Regions from separate parts of the Mus musculus genome. Here region 2 is linked to region 1. The links are chromatin contacts, called in public Hi-C maps. All regions are on one chromosome and are shown on one strand. The core of a region is the stretch at or near the end of the contact, and the rest is flanking DNA. Distances in the headings are between cores, read along the strand shown.

Region 1 (2,869 bases), core at 226-2,725:
CAAAGATCTAATGACCATAAATTTGTGTGTTCATTTCTGGGTCTTCAAAAGCACCCAGATGTCCGTCAACAGAGGAATGGATACAGAAAATGTGGTACATTTACACAATGGAGTACTATGCAGCTATTAAAAACAATGAATTCATGAAATTCTTAGACAAATGGATGGATCTGGAGGATATCATCTGAAGTGAGGTAACCCAATCACAAAAGAACACACATGATATACACTCACTGATAAGTGGATATTAGCCCAGGAGGTCAGAACATCCAAGATTCAATTTGCAGTACACGTGAAACTCAAGAAGAAGGAAGACCAAAGTTTGGATACTTCGACCCTTCTTAGAAGGGGGTACAAAATACCCATGGAAGAAGTTACAGAGACAAAGTGTAGAGCAGAGACTGAAGGAATGACCATCCAAAAACTGCCCCACCTGGGGATCCATCCCATAAACAACCACCAAACCCAGACACTATGGCAGATGCGAACAAGAGCTTGCTGACAGGAGCCTGATATAGCTATCTCCTGAGAGGCTATGCCAGTGCCTGACTAATACTGAAGTGGATGCTCACAGTCATCCATTAGATGGAGCACAGGGTCCCCAATGAAGGAGCTAGAGAAAGTACCCAAGGAGCTGAAGGGGTTTAAAGCACCCTAGTAGGAACAACAATATGAACTAACCAGTAACCCCAGAGCTCCCTGGGACTAAACCACCAATCAAAGAAAACACAGGGAAGGACTTGTGGCTATAGCTGCATATGTAGCAAATGTCGGCCTGGTTGGCCATCAATGGGAGGAGAGGCCCTTGGTCCTGTGAAGGTTCTATGCCCAGTATAGGGGAATGCCTGGGCCAGGAAGTGGGGGTGCATGGGTTTCGGAGCAGGGAGATGGGAGAGGATAGGGGATTTTCAGAAGGGAAACTAGGAAAGGGAATAACATTTGAAATGTAAATAAAGGAAATATCTAATAAAAACAAAAAAAAAAAACAAAAGAAAAAGAAAAAGAGAAACAATCAATTCAAAGGAAATATTGCTAATTGAAAGAAAGTTTAAAACACTCTCTATTGTTTAGAGATAGCTATAAAGTTCCCCACTCATTTTTTATTCCTTATGGTCCTCCAAAAGTCCCCCAGTTAGAGGACATTCATGTGTGGCCTCTAAGTATAAGGCGATCAAACCATTTGATGAGTATATCCTAGGAAACTGGATATCTGTTGGATTTACATTCTATTTTGTCCAAGCTTCCAGGAGACATTTCTGAAACCACAAGATGGTGCTAGGCCATGCCCTTGTCCATCATCCCTTAAACCTGCTGGGAGTGGTGCTTGTCCTTCACAAAGTCTCCCCAGCCCTTTTCTCTAAAATTTTCCATCTCCCAGTCTTCTCCTCTCCCACGTGCCCCCTACGCTTCAGCCACAGGCATGTCTCACTGCGTTCTGAATATGCCACTTTTTTGAAACTCTATCTTGTCCCAGATGCTGTTTCTTTTCCTGGAGTGCCCTTCCTTCCTTTCTATGCGCAGCGAACTCCCACTCGTGCAATAGGACCTAGCTCAAATGCCATCTCCTCACTGAAAACCTTTGCAGTCCTGCACAAAGCCGCACTCTCCCATTCACAGTCGCCCTGGCCTTTTGAGTTGTCTAGGGGAGGATCCTCTGGACTAATCCCTTGGCTATGAGTTCTGTGAGGGTTGCCAAACCTTTTGAATTTTTAATTTTGATCTTTAATCAAAAGTTCAGTATTCATCTGGAGGAATGATAGTTTTCTGGGCCCTTTCCTGCCTGTCTGATCTCATCCAGCCCCTTTATCTCAGCTTCAGTGTCCTCTTTTCAGGAAGGACATGTAAAAATGGGGGTGGGGGAGTGGGGGGAGCACAAATGAAAAATCATGTAGAAACTTGGGAGGAGCCTTTGTCTCCCCTTTATGGCAAGCAGCAAGGTGTGTAACTAACACTCCCATGACTTTACTGCATTTTAGAGTATTGTCCAGAGAGAATTTAGGGGCTTTATTTTAAATTAAAAACATCCCAATATTAAATATTTGTGAAAAAGAAGTCTTTTGCTTTGACATAGAGTAATTCTTTTAATATATATTCATGGTTGTAAATAATTATATTTATTAATTGTTTAAAATTCAGCATTGAAATCATACATACAGATACGGTTATATAGACTGAACAGGTTATGTTTATGCATTTAAGAATATATATGTATATGCCTGTATAAGTATGTATATAATAAAAATTAATTTAAAAGTGGCAATGATTTTAAAAGAGAGCAAGGACAGATATATGATAATATTTGGAGAAAGGAAAGGGGAAGATAAAGTGATGTAATTATAATCTGAAAAGTAAGATAAATAATTTAAGAAAAATTATATTTATAATATCAACCATGAAAGGAGGAGTGTATAAAACACATCTAAAAGATTAGTAAATTGGTTAAAGAAAAAGAAAATTGTCTTTGAAAAAGGCTTGGGTTGATTGCTGCTCTTCAGGCAACAAAGAATGATGCTTTGTAGTACTTAATGCAGCCAGTGAGCTCCAGAGCTGCCTTTCTGACAAATGTTGCAATCCATGTAGCCAGCACTAGGACATCATGCGTGCGAACCATGGTGCATGTGAGTGCTTGCTCGGTGTCCTCACTGAGTGTGACAGGAGAAAAGACAAAAAAGGTTAAGAGTAACGTCTGCTCCAGACACACTCCCCATCTGTCTTCTTGTCATTGCTGAACTCCTCAGGGTACCAAGTGAAGTGCAGTGTCTTAACTATTTTCCAATGAGGAGGTAATTAAGACCTAGCCAGTGTCAGTTACTTTCCACAAAGACGTAAAGATTTGTTACTGGAAGAGCCAAACTTTAGTTCCTGGCAG
Region 2 (2,869 bases), core at 260-2,759, 1.3 Mb after region 1:
ATCATTGACAGCCTGTGGAAAGCATAGCTGGTTTTTGTAGGCCTTTTTCCTCTGTCCCCACCTTTTACCTAAAGACCATGTTTTAAATATTAAGACTGAACTTACTCTAAAATAGAAACACAAAAATGCATCTTTAGCTATTAAATAGTAAGACACTTATTCTTTCAAAATTTAAAATACCAGGATTTTGAGCGTAAGCATCCTTTACCTCCTGGCTATTAGGAGTTAAATACTGGCATTAGCTACTTTGCCATCCTTTTGCAAGGAAGTCGAAGCAGAAGAAAGTGGTCATAGCGCCACCTGCTGGCCATAACATAGCCTGAATCATATCTATCAGCTCTGCTGTACATAGAACTGATCACAAAACCCACTATGGTTGATTTTAATTTTTTAATTTGCATTTGAATAAAACTGAAACAATAGCAGTACAGTATACATATTTCATCAGTTCTCAACGTAGTCTGTTTTTACCCATAATAAAGCTATGGTACTTGTTACTAGTTCAGTTGCCTAGGAGATACTGATGTAATGGGTTACTATGGCAACAGCTGGTCTCTTGAAGGATTGTAAATGATAGGGTTGGCAGAGTTCATAGAGACACATGTTAAATGATTAATTTCATGAGCTTTGTACCAACTTATTTCTTTATGTGAAAAACTAATAGTGAGACCTAATATTTTTAACTTTTTAAAATCTGCCACCAATAATGTCTTTTTATTTACTTTAAAAGAATCAAAGGATAAATAACTCCCAGTCGGCTCAGTCATTGGCTACCCCGGTGGTTTCCGTAGCAACTCCTACTTTACCAGGACAAGGAATGGGAGGATATCCATCAGCCATTTCAACAACATATGGTACTGGTGAGTAGCTTTGCTATGTGCAAATATTACAGTAAACACTTTAAAAAGCATATTTTAAAAGTTATTTTCTTTGCCCTGTTGGGAGCTCGTGTGGGGCCTGTGTCCAGAATGCATGGTACAAGCACCTCTGTCTTACTCAGTGATCTACAGTGCTCCTTTTTAAGTGATGGGAAGTTTTATTTACTCAAATCGAATTCAATATTTCAAAGAAACTGAGCTACTGTCTCTTTAATGTAGTAGAACACTCACTTTCTTGAAGATTTTTAATGTAAAACCTATTTCTAGATCATAAAATATATAGATCCTTTACACTTTTAAACAAAGCTAGTATAATGTGCTAACATTTCAGGATCTATTACTGTGGATCTAGTGTGACATCCTTACTCAGATGGATAATATTTTTTTTTTCTTTTTAAATTCAAATTATCCGTGGTGTTTTATTTTCTTCTTTTCCTAAATCAAAAAACTTTGATTCAAAGTATGTTTTAGAGGTTGAAACTGTGTGATTTTGCTTACCATTTGACAGTCTAATTGTCTCTCTCTCTCTCTCTCTCCTTGCCGCTCCTTCGCTCCCATCTAGAGTACTCTCTGAGTAGCGCAGATCTGTCATCTCTGTCTGGCTTCAACACTGCCAGTGCGCTCCACCTCGGCTCTGTAACTGGCTGGCAGCAGCAGCACCTACATAACATGCCGCCATCTGCCCTCAGTCAGTTGGGGTAAGCAATAGTTATGTCTTTATTTCATAATCAGAGACTGTATCTTTTACATGATAGAAGTCTGTCTTCAACAATGCGCTTTCATGTCCATTAAAGGGCATAACATTTGATTGCTGGGAAAGCCACTTTCTGATCACATATTTCAAGTAGCTTAAATATTCCTTCCCGTGTTTGTTGGTGAAGGGCGAGTGCTAACAGTTAGGCACATTCTTTATATATAGCCTTTCCTTAATACTCTAGGGTCTGTTTCCTCCTCCTTCTGTCAGTAGTGGAGGTTTGGGTGAGGTTTCTGAAGTTTTTATGGGAAATTGAAAGTATTTATAGTTTTTTTTTTTTTTTTTTTTTTTTTTTTTTTTTTTTTACATTTTTGAGCTGAGGTTCTCATTTAGTACAAACTACATGATTTCCTCTAATATGAGTCTACTGTACATAGAATCAAGTGTTGAATTTCTATTCGGGCGTTAAATGTGTGTAACATATATAATAGCATAGGTTGTCTAGTTATAGCCATTGTGTTAAAATATATGCACAAATACTAATTAGCACATGCAGTACTAATTACTGAATATTGGGCATAAAAATAACTTTTGTTGTTTTCTGGTCAAAGTATGTATCTTTCTGCCCCCTTGTGGTTGCTTTGAGGTATATCTTTGTCATAGATGACTTCTGTCGTTTATCTATAGAGCGGTTTTCAGAAATGCCCTGAATCTACAATTTGCACCCCTTCATATAAGAGTGATACCAGACACCTCACTTTAATTTGAACTAATAATTCCAGAACTCAGCTAATCCTCAAAAGAAAATGGAATATAACTACTTCAAGATAAATTATCATATTTTACCAACATCCTACGTGCTCTCCCCACTTTCAGTTTTCTACTAAGCCACTTTAGTTACCAATTAACTAACTAGTCTTGTATCTGTATGCCTAGGGAGGTAGTGATGCAAACAAGCATCACTAATCATTACTACAACTCGCTGTTCTTGCCCCTTTGTCTCCCCTCTCCCACTGAACATCATTTGGTATGGACAGAACATAGACCAGAGTTCTGAGATACCATTCAGCAGTCAGCACTTGCCACGGCCACCCCATTGACTACTCACTGCCATGGAAAACCTAGCCTTCTGTGTGTGCAATGAAGCAAATCCACATGGCATCATGGTTGTGCTTTCTTGAAAGAGTGTTGACATTGAAGATGTATCAAGGCTTTTAACATATTTTACATTTTACATTTTATACAATGAGTTTCTCTTTTTAAGACATTTAAACTTTCCCTCCAGTGCTAATTATGT

What was found. A called contact is a pair of places that touch in the nucleus more often than the background predicts.
Region 2: a contact with region 1 is called in a Hi-C map of cerebral cortex, with 2.4 times the contacts expected there. The contact joins two enhancer-like sites. A contact is called at or near these places in 2 of 15 datasets of contacts at CTCF or cohesin (large pre-B cells and pro-B cells), 1 of 484 Hi-C or Micro-C datasets (cerebral cortex) and 2 of 115 datasets of contacts at active chromatin or transcription factors (large pre-B cells and neural progenitor cells).

The regions. Positions count from the first base shown.
Region 1 is chr13:82,307,081-82,309,949 of GRCm38.p6, forward strand. No RefSeq gene overlaps it. Among named protein-coding and RNA genes, the nearest start is that of Gm24295, 260 kb to the left of the region's middle. Within about 2 kb of position 1,476, at least 4 of the 459 cell types and tissues checked have an H3K27ac peak or open chromatin away from gene starts, as enhancers often do. A contact at or near this core is called in cerebral cortex, where this site is marked.
Region 2 is chr13:83,654,777-83,657,645 of GRCm38.p6, forward strand. It overlaps Mef2c (myocyte enhancer factor 2C), which reads left to right. Exons shown (of 11, transcript NM_001347575.1): 9 at 731-860; 10 at 1,441-1,576. It overlaps Gm52044 (a long non-coding RNA gene), which reads right to left. Exons shown (of 3, transcript XR_003950630.1): 3 at 1-2,869. Among named protein-coding and RNA genes, the nearest start is that of Gm52044, 6.1 kb to the right of the region's middle. Within about 2 kb of position 1,510, at least 37 of the 459 cell types and tissues checked have an H3K27ac peak or open chromatin away from gene starts, as enhancers often do. A contact at or near this core is called in cerebral cortex, where this site is marked.